Linked DNA regions of Mus musculus: regions 1 and 2 are each linked to region 3. The links are chromatin contacts, called in public Hi-C and promoter capture Hi-C maps. All regions are on one chromosome and are shown on one strand. Each heading gives the region's core, a stretch centred on a gene start, on an enhancer-like site or on the middle of the called end of the contact. The rest is flanking DNA. Distances are from core to core; before and after follow the strand shown. Region 1 holds the start of 4930413G21Rik (RIKEN cDNA 4930413G21 gene). Region 2 holds the start of Ears2 (glutamyl-tRNA synthetase 2, mitochondrial). Region 3 holds the start of Sec23ip (Sec23 interacting protein).

The links. A called contact is a pair of places that touch in the nucleus more often than the background predicts. Capture Hi-C pulls out chosen DNA fragments and counts their contacts.
Region 1: a Hi-C map of B cells shows a contact between it and region 3, with 7 read pairs. The contact joins the promoter of 4930413G21Rik here to the promoter of Sec23ip in region 3. A contact is called at or near these places in 2 of 484 Hi-C or Micro-C datasets (B cells and CD4 T cells).
Region 2: a contact with region 3 is called in a promoter capture Hi-C map of liver, with 2.7 times the contacts expected there. The contact joins the promoter of Ears2 here to the promoter of Sec23ip in region 3. A contact is called at or near these places in 2 of 39 promoter capture datasets (cranial neural crest and pre-B cells) and 1 of 9 other capture datasets (liver).

The regions. Positions count from the first base shown.
Region 1 is chr7:122,968,758-122,971,900 of GRCm38.p6, forward strand. It overlaps 4930413G21Rik (RIKEN cDNA 4930413G21 gene), which reads right to left and starts at 1,702. Exons shown (of 1, transcript NR_045614.1): 1 at 301-1,702. It overlaps Rbbp6 (retinoblastoma binding protein 6, ubiquitin ligase), which reads left to right and starts at 1,807. Exons shown (of 18, transcript NM_011247.2): 1 at 1,807-2,370. The coding sequence starts at 2,205.
Region 2 is chr7:122,065,655-122,069,014 of GRCm38.p6, forward strand. It overlaps Ears2 (glutamyl-tRNA synthetase 2, mitochondrial), which reads right to left and starts at 1,432. Exons shown (of 9, transcript NM_026140.3): 1 at 1,251-1,432. The coding sequence starts at 1,389. It overlaps Ubfd1 (ubiquitin family domain containing 1), which reads left to right and starts at 1,544. Exons shown (of 7, transcript NM_138589.2): 1 at 1,544-1,830; 2 at 2,010-2,339; 3 at 3,127-3,335. The coding sequence starts at 1,629.
Region 3 is chr7:128,742,987-128,746,225 of GRCm38.p6, forward strand. Sec23ip (Sec23 interacting protein) reads left to right here and starts at 1,884. Exons shown (of 19, transcript NM_001029982.2): 1 at 1,884-2,192. The coding sequence starts at 2,036.

The DNA of each region.
Region 1 (3,143 bases), core at 452-2,951, 5.8 Mb before region 3:
CCAAAACCAAACAAGAAAATTAATAATAAAAAAAAAAACAACAGAAGAACAAACAGGTATATTCCTTGCAGTTAAGAAGAAAATAAAGGCCAAAATCGATGACTATCTTAATAAGATGGCCTTAGGAAGGCGTTTCTGACAAGATGATTGACTTAAACCAAGTCAGAATCTGGGGCGTTAGCATTCAGGAAGTTTCTGAAAACTCTGCCACCTCTTGGATGTATGATTTTGTTCTCAGTTGCTGAACTTCCTTGAGCCTAGCCTGTAAAATTCAGAGGCTGGACATTGGACACTGTAAATGATAGTAATTGTACAGTTTTAATTTTTATTATTTATGAATTTATAAATGCAATATGTCCCGTATGCCACAAGAGAAAAAGAATGCCAACCCTCCTAAGGGACTTTGTAATTTAAAATGGAATGAGGACCCTGCAACCCAGCAAGCATTCCCTTCTTTGAAAACTCGAAAAATGCACGGCTGTTGGCTTTAGGTTTCTATCTTATAAATTGGAGATATTTTTTTGCTGTTGTTTATTTGACATTTATTAGGCCCCCTGTATTGAGGCACAGATATGCCAGGCATGGTCTTAAATATTGAAATATACTCATGGATTTAATTCTTTATTCTCTGACAGCGTCTTTGGGAGAACGGAGTTACTTCCGACCTAGGAGACTGGGCTCCAGAATTTGCAAACATCAGCGGTCAACGCGGTGCCTAGTACAAGGTAAGAGTCGGACACAGCTCTTAAGATGCTGCTGGTGGTGATGATGGTCCATTCTCACCAGCAGCTTTGGAAGAGCTCAGGGTATACAGTCTGTTAGGAGAGGAGTTGGTGAGCAGCCATCACAGTGATGAGACTCGTGCGTGGGTGGAATTCGCGGTTCACCCCCTCCGCACTTTGGGGCCTCCGCCGCTTAAGCGCCCCTTCCAGACCCGCCCGGTGGGACGGTCCGCCTCCCCCTCTCTGCGGACCCACGTAGTTTCTCCTGTTCTCCGCGTAGCCTCAGGTTCCACGCCGCAAGTCACAAAGCGCCGGGTCACGTGGGCGGGCCGGTGCGCTTTGTGACGCAGACGGCCCCGCCCCCGGCCCGCCTATCGGCGCACGCCCAAGCCCCGCCTCGCGTGCGCCGCCCGTGCAGTCCCTGCTTAAGAGACCCCGGAGTGGGGGCGCTCGCCCGAAGCCAGGCCGCGTCCGCCATAGTGCCTGGCGCGGAGGTGTCGTCGGCGCAGGGTGCGGGCCGGAGAGCGCCCGGGGTTGGGGGGGCAGAACAAAAAAAAAATAATAATAATAAAGAGGGAATCCAGCGACGCCCTCGCCGCCGCCCGACCGTTTCCGGGCTTCCCGACGCGGTCGTGGGCTCAGAGGCGACAGGAGCGGGAGCAGCGCGAGGAGCAGCAAGAGGAAGAGTCGGGCAGCCTCGGTGGTGTCCCCGGGGCCAACGAAGCCGCCTTCCGGGGCCCGGGGTGGTGAGGAAGGGCCTCGCGGCCTAGCTGGGCCCCGCACCGGCTTTGTGTCAGGCGGCGGCGGGGGGGAGGCGGAGCCGAACCGGGCGGCCGCTGGAAGGCCTCTCCTCCGCCGACCGCGCGATCTCGGCCTAGGCCGCGGGCCGCTCGTGGCCTCCGGGGAGCAGGCGCCAGGGTGTGTGTGCGGTGGGGGCCTGGGCCTGGGGACGCCGACGCCGGTCGTCCGGAAGCCGGGAGGAGGCGAGAGGCCGCTCGTGGACTCCGGGCCTAGGCCCTCTCCCCGCAACCTTCTCCCGGGGCCTGGGTCACCCCCATCCACGGAGAGAGACTAGCCGGGAGGTGCGGCCGCTATGGACCCCTGACCCCGCGGGGTCATTCGGACTCTAACGTGTGGACTGACCGCTACTGACTGCACCGCCTGCCCCCGTCTCCTGCCGGCCCTTAGCATGAGCGAGTGGGACCCAGCCGGGTGACATTGTGCCGGTTGGCGGATCCTCGATTGCCCCCTTTCCTGTCTTGCTCCTCCCTCATGAAGCGATTCTGAGTACGGGGGGTTCCGGATTATTGTTCTCACGGACCCCCGCTTGTGGTTGGGGGGGTATTTAATCTGAGGCCTTAGGGTCCTTCGTTGTCTTTTGAGTGTTTTGTGTGTGTACATATTTTGCTCTTAAGTTTATAAATATACATATATTGAGAGTGTCCACGTCTCCTCGCTGAACCTTAGGAATCTTTTGCCACAATGTCCTGTGTGCACTATAAATTTTCCTCTAAACTCAACTACGACACCGTCACTTTTGATGGGCTCCATATCTCCCTCTGCGATTTAAAGAAGCAGATTATGGGGAGAGAAAAGCTGAAAGCTGCCGATAGCGATCTGCAGATCACCAACGCACAGACGAAAGAAGGTAAGAGGCACACGGGCCGCAGATATTTATTGGGGGGAGGGGGGGGCGTCAAGGTTGGTATTTTAAGTTTCTTGTTTCAGGCTTGAACTCCATTCTTACCCGTTGTCATACACAGAGTTTCATTGATAGCCAAGGATTGCAGCACCCGACCTTGGAGTTTAACTGGCCTTCTGAATGCTGGGATCTGTCTTACCTAGCAGGCTGGTTTTCAAAATGGGGCCCCACCTCCTCCTTAATTAAAGTTTTTTAAACAGTGGGATTGGGTTGAAAAGAGAAAAGGGTTGCTACCTGAGTCTGTTGGGTGTTTGCCTTGTGGCCTTTCCCTAACTTGTTTTTCCATCAGGAGAGGAAAGCCTGTGTAAGGTTTCCTATTGGTTAAAGCAGCAGTAGATATAACTTGTTGGCTAATCTAGCAGCGTTTTGAAGCTGATAGCAATTGTCCACTGGCCTTTTATTTATTTATACGGGGTTGCTTGTAGAAAAGGTATTTTTGAGGATTTAGTTAGTGCTGGAATTGGTTTTGTATTTAAAAAAATGTTCTGAGGTGAACACTCTGAGGTGTAATTCCAGAATTAGTGATATTTACTCAAAAGTTATATTCTGTAGCCCAGACTGGCCTCCAACCCCAACAACCCCTTTTGAGCTTCCCAAGTGTGGGGAATGCAGGTGTTAGACCACACTTAACTGTTAAGCAGTTCAGAAAAGTTTCAAAGTGCAAGGCCCTGGGCTCTTCATCCGACACCACCAAAATATATGTGTGTGTGTTTTTCTAA
Region 2 (3,360 bases), core at 182-2,681, 6.7 Mb before region 3:
AACAAAAACCCAAAAATGTAAACTTTCAATTAATTTTAGCTATCATAGTGATCTACACTGCTTGTCAACTCTTTCCCATTTGGGCTTTTCCTGCCAGTCAGCAAAGAAATGAAAACAGTAATTGTAGTAGAGGCAGTGCTTGCTAAGTGCCTCTGCTGTACTGGCTCAAACCCGTCAGACAGGCACTATTATTAGCCCTACTTGACAAATCACAAAATTGGGACATAAACAGAGCAAATAATTCTGCCAAAGCAACACATCTAGGGATTGGCAAAGACAAAAATATAGATGCAGAAAATGCCAGGCCTTGGATGCCTGCATAAGTGCTTCTTCCAACAAGGTGAGTATCCCAGTTCATGTTGACCATAGGTAAACACAGACACTGTGATACTTAGATACTTGCAGTCATTTGATAAGCTATTTTACATCACTGAGACTAACAAAAAGAAAGATGATTTTGTTCTCTCGGTTTTGAGACACTCATTTTCTCCCTAGCAGTTTCGTTTATATCAGTCTTAAAAACAGATTCACAACAGTTAACTATGAACCAGGGCTTCTACCACATATCGAAGTTCCACAATCTACATTGCCTGCCTGGAGGTAATGCGTTCTTCCTGTGCAGCTGAGACTCAGAAATATCTTTTCCTGCTGACCCTAGACCTAGAATGAACGGTTGCTCAGTGTGAACAGGGTAGAAGGTGGCTTGAACTAAAGGTTGGGAATTTGTGGGAAGGGAGGAGACACAGAATTCCTAGCAAGATATACATGGGCCTCTGTTTTCTTCTGACTTGCTAAGCTGCCAGCAAACTCAGGCTTTTGTGCATGTCGTTTCCTCTTAGGCTTCAAGCGGGTCTTCTTGACACTTGTTCTCAACTCAAATGTTACCTCTTCAGCAATACCTTCTAGGGCGCCCTATCCCGCTTCACTGCCAAAATGGACACATATGACTCTAGGATTTGTCGGTTTCTTCAAAGCCAGAACCCTGACTTTTCAATGACCACTGCATTATAGCGCATAGGCCTTGGCATAAAGTCTATACGCTCTGCACACAGCGTGCAATAAGAAAGGACAGAGACAATACAACAAGGAAACTTCTAGCAATCTCAATCACTTCAAATCCTAGCCCTCCACCTCCGTCTCTTTAAAACGGGGTCGCGCAGACAACCCCGGAAGGGACTGTTTCTGGAACTTTCGGGGGCGGGGACGGGAAGGTGGGCTGCGGCGAGCGGCGTCACGTCCGTTAGGATTACCTGTGGGGCTGGGAGCGAAGCGCACTCGCACCGGGGCCCCGGGATCTGGGCCCAGACTGGCCTCGCGCCGCCCCACGCGGTGCCCGAGGGCCACCACGTGCGGCTCGGCCAGCAGAAGCCTCTTGAGGGGCGCCGCCATGTGGACTAGAAACACACACGTGGGCTCCTTCGCGCGTCACTTCCGCTCGGCGGGGGGGAAAAAAATCACTCCAACCAATCAACTTTCGCCACAGCGAGCGCGGCCCTGCCACTTAAAGGCGTAAGCCGCCTATCTGGGCTGCTCACGCCCCTCTGGACTAGGGCGGCGATGCGCCGCCGCTCGGGGACCGAGCGCTGCGAGCAGGCGATCTCCCAGACCCGCCCCCTCCGGCTGCGGGAATGCTAAAGCGTGGCAGGGGCCGGCCCGGGAAGCGGAGGAGGCGGGTCTCCATAGAAACCTCCACCTGTTTCCGGCCAGCCTGTGTGAAATTAGGGGCTGGTGCGGGGGCCAATCTCCGCCAGCTCGCTTCTTCCCGGCGGCCCCTGCGGTCGTGGTGGGTGTTGTACACAATCATCATGGCGGCGGCCGGAGCCCCGGATGGTGAGTGTGGCGGGGAAGGCGGTCGGTCGGCGGCTGAAGAGCTTGCGGACGCTGCCGGGGTCGTGGGACCGGGCCTGGCCCCGGAGGGAGGAGCGTGGCGCGGCAACGACGGTGCCCGGGCCCGTTCTCGTCGCAGGCCGGGCTCGTGGCGAGCACCCACCCCCCTAACCCCTTTGCAGGCATGGAGGAGCCAGGCATGGACACGGAGGCCGAGGCTGTGGCCACCGAGGCGCCCGCACGGCCCCTCAACTGCGTGGAGGCCGAAGCAGCCGTAGGGGCAGCGGCGGAGGACTCCTGCGACGCGCGAGGCAACCTGCAGCCGGCCCCGGCCCAGCCCCCTGGGGACCCTGCGGCCCAGGCCTCGGTCAGCAACGGCGAGGACGCGGGCGGCGGTGTGGGCAAGGAGCTGGTGGATCTGAAGATAATCTGGAACAAGACCAAACACGACGTGAAGGTCCCTCTGGACAGCACGGGGTCCGAGCTAAAGCAGAAGATTCACTCCATTACAGGTATTCGAGGAGCTGACACCCGACTGCTTCTACCCACGACCTACCTTCTAGCTCTTGATGCTTACGTCGTGCTAAACTGTTAGCGATTTTCTTGCGCCTAGACTCCCGCTATCCTCACTGCAGTTTTCTGAAATCAGTACTTGTATGTCCATTAGTAATCAGAGAGGGAAAATTAGGCCCAGAATGATAGTGGTACCACCAAGTGGTGGAGTGAGATGCAAGCCTGAATCTTGAGTATTAAGGCTCACCCTTCTAACTAATGTTGGACTGTCATTGCTAGGCGCGGTATTTATGAACTTTACAGGAGATTCTGAACAGGTCCAGTATTTAGCCACGGATTTATTTTCAGCAGACAGATCAGTTTCATAAGGGAAGTTCATGAAACAGTGTTATCAACTGTCCTAATGGCCCTTTATAAATATTCATACATGGCCGTTTTATTTGTTTTGGTTTGCTACTTGAAATACTTTCCTTAAAGCTTTCTCCATGTATCGGGTAAAAAGCTTATTGGCTTTCTGTATCTCCTACACTTGGGAATTTTCAGTATTTAAGTGGATAGAAGATAGAGTTATAACTTGGAAACAATGATACCTAGACATCAAACAATTCTAAATACCTTACATTCATGTAGAAGGACCAAGTTTTACCAATCAAATAGTCCTGGTGTTCTGAACTCCTTCAAGTTCACAAAGCTGATAGTTGATGGACCAGTATTCACTTCCTGTTTTGTTATAGAAGGGGGATGGTCCACGCATTTCCTGCTTATTCCTTTCCACTTTTTGTCAAGGTCTCCCACCTGCCATGCAGAAGGTCATGTATAAAGGACTTGTTCCTGAAGACAAGACTTTGAGAGAAATAAAAGTGACCAGTGGGGCCAAGATCATGGTGGTTGGTTCTACTATAAATGATGTTTTAGCAGTAAACACCCCGAAAGATGCTGCCCAGCAGGATGCAAAGGCTGAAGAAAACAAGAAGGAGCCCCTCTGCAGGCAGAAGGTGAGACCATTCGGCATCTGCTTGT
Region 3 (3,239 bases), core at 634-3,133:
TTAGCCTTAGTTTCCTTGGAACTCACTATGTAGCCCAGGCTGAGCTACATCTCCAGTGCCTATCGATGGATCCTTAATTGGGAAGAGTGCAGTCAAGAAGGGACCTGATTAGAAGAAGTTCACTCAGCCAGGGCAGTGGTGGCACACGCCTTTAATCTCAGCACTTGGGAGGCAGAGGCAGGCAGATTTCTGAGTTTCAGGACAGCCAGGGCTACACAGAGAAACCTTGTCTTGAAAAAACAGACAAAAAACAAGAAGAAGAAGAAGAAGGAGGAGGAGGAGGAGGAGGAGGAGGAGGAGGAGGAGGAGGAGGAGGAGGAGGAGGAGGAGGAGGAGGTGGTGGTCACTCAGTCACTCAGGGCATGCCCTTAAAAGGTATATCTCATTCTGGGCCCTCTTCTGTCCCTTTTCTCATCTTAATTGTTATTTTAGTTTTTTTTCCCCTTCCTGTTATGGTTTAAAATAAAAAAAAATCATATGTTGAAGTTAATTATGCAAAGTGATGGTTTTGGAATTTAGGCCTTTCTCTCTCTCTCTCTCTCTTCTCTCTCTCTCTCTCTTTTTATTCGAGACAGGGTTTCTCTGAATAACCCTGGCTGTCCTGGAACTCACTTTGTAGACCATGCTGGCCTTGATCTCAGAAATCCGCCTGCCTCTGCCTTCCAAGTGCTGGAATTAAAGGTGTGCAACACCACAGCAGGGCTGGTCCTCTGGGATCCCTGCACTCATAAAGAGGTTTGAAGCCCTAGTTCTCAAGTTTCAACTTTAGTTTTTCTTCCTCAGGGAAGCTTTTTCTTCCTTAAGTTTTTCGCTAATGATCTGATGGAGAGAGATACATGCTCGCTCTTCCTAGAATGTTTAGATCTCTGTCCCCAGATGATGTCAGTGTTCCAGGAAACACACTTAAGGAAAGCCTGCCATTTATATTATTTTGTGTTTAGTTGATTGTTTTGCCAGATTGTAAACCCAAAAAGGAAGGATTTCAGGTCTGTTTCATATATCACTCTCTGGTATATGGTTCTCAGCCTTGCTTCTTTATGATAAAGAGAATTTTCTTGACCAACTTCTAGTCTAGCATGGCTTTTAGCAGTTTGAGGCCATGTTATCTATGACTCACCAGAAGTTTCCCCATTACTAAGCTCTGTACTTCTTGGCCCCGTTGAAATGCTTGTCGAGGTAAACTCAACACTGCCAGAATTTAATGTTTTTATTCCAGCCAAAACCTGGTAGTAGGCAGATAGGTCCCCAAACCCTAAATTACAGCAGTAACTCTAGAATGTTGCAATTATACATCTTTTCTCTGCCCCTTTGAAACATAAATCGTCTACCACTTGGAACTGCCTTACCAAAGGCACTTTTTGTTGATGCACACATTCAAGGAGATAGTAGCCTGGAGTGGTGGCACACTCCTTTTAAGCTCTTGGGAAGAAGAGGCAGACAGACCTCTTGAGAATTCCAGGCAACATCATGAAAACGTAACTGAAAAAAAAAAAGGAACCCAGCCGATAATAATTCTTACTTCCAATTCTTATGACCGCCTGTCATAAAGATATAAGAATTGCAGTGTGTGGTGGTATTAATCTCAGAAATGGAAGAGCTGAGGCAGGAGGATAAAAAGTCAGTCTGGGCAGCATAGAGAGATCCTGCCTCGCAAGCAAGCAAATAAACCAACCAACCAAAAACAGATACTCCATGAGAAACTCAGGGCGTCCAGGACATCTCAGAATCTGCGACTTCGAGCGTCAATTAACGCTAGGATTCATCGGCCACACCTCTCTATTCTATGCTGTGATTCCAGAGGCTGACCCAGTCTCGCGAGACCGAGGCTGTCACGTGATAGGCTTGGGTCTGAAGCCGATTCCACCTTATTGATTTTGGGCGGCGTCAAATTCCGGAAGAAAACCGATCCCGGAGTCGCTGGCCTGTGGCACCTGTGCGCAAGTGCGGAAGTGCGGTGGCATCCTCGCTAACCGGTTTCCGGTCTGTGTGCAGCACCGGGCTCGCAGAGCCACGTAACGGCCGGGGGTCTGCAGCCATGGCGGATAGGAAGGCTAACGGCGGCGGAGCGTCCGCCTCCTCGTCAGGCACTAACTTACTCTTCTCCTCCTCGGCCACGGAGTTCAGCTTCAACGTGCCCTTCATCCCCGTCACGCAGGCCGCCGCCTCCCCGGCTTCCCTGCTCTTACCCGGAGGTAGTGAGCCGAGGGCGCTTGGGGGCCAGTGTCTGTCCCGGGAGGCGGGTGGGACAGGAGTGTCGCCTGCTCTGAGTCGCTTGCCAGGGTCAGCAGTGACCAGCTTTCAGAGGGCCAGGGACTGGAGGATCCTGGAGGAGGGGCTCCGGTGATGAGGCTTGGAACTCCTGTCATTGCGCAACTGTTTGTTGAACACCCACTGGTGTGCTGGTGCTGGCAGAAAACGCAGCTAAATTAGACAGTTACCCTTTGCTAGAATCCGAAAGCTGCTCTCTTACTGGGAAACACCGGTGATAGGGTAGGACATCACCTAGGAGACAGTAAGTTTCTCCAGAGGAGACAATGCCTCTCTTGTAGAGGACTATACACTCTCTCCTAGTAAAAGCCCCCCCGTTACACTTTTGATTAAGCTCTGTGTATATCTGGGAAGGCTGATTTCTCTCTCTCTCTCTCTCTCTCTCTCTCTCTCTCTCTCTCTCTCTCTCTCTCGTTTGTCTCTGTCTCTCTTTCTCGTCTGTCTCTCTCTGGTGGTTTGGAGCACAGACTGTGTTCAGACCCGGCACTGCCATTAACTTGCTGTGTGGCCTCAGTCATGACATTTTACCTGTCTGCTTAGATTTCATGTTTTCAGCTCCTATCCCTGGGTTTGAGAGCAAGGTCTCTCTGTGTAGTACTGACTGTCCTAGAACTCACTGTGTAGATCAGGCTGGCCTCAAACTTAAAGGATCCACCTGCCTCTGCCTCTCTGCCTCTGAGTGCTGGGATTAAAGGCATTCGTCACTATACCCTGTCTCATTTTTGTAGAGTTCTATATCTAGTGTCCCACACGTATTGTTGTGTAAATACTTGTGAGCTAAGTACTCTGCCCCTCCATGTGGACTGTGAACTTCTTACCTCTTTTCATTTTCAGGGTCCTGTTTTTTAGTGCCTAGCACACAGGTGCTTGTTAGGTGCTGAGCTTTCCCCACCAAATAATTCCTCCTTGGAGGACTAAGGGGAGTTTCCCGCAGAAGGGAAGAAAGACAACTGAAAGCATGTGTATCTGCA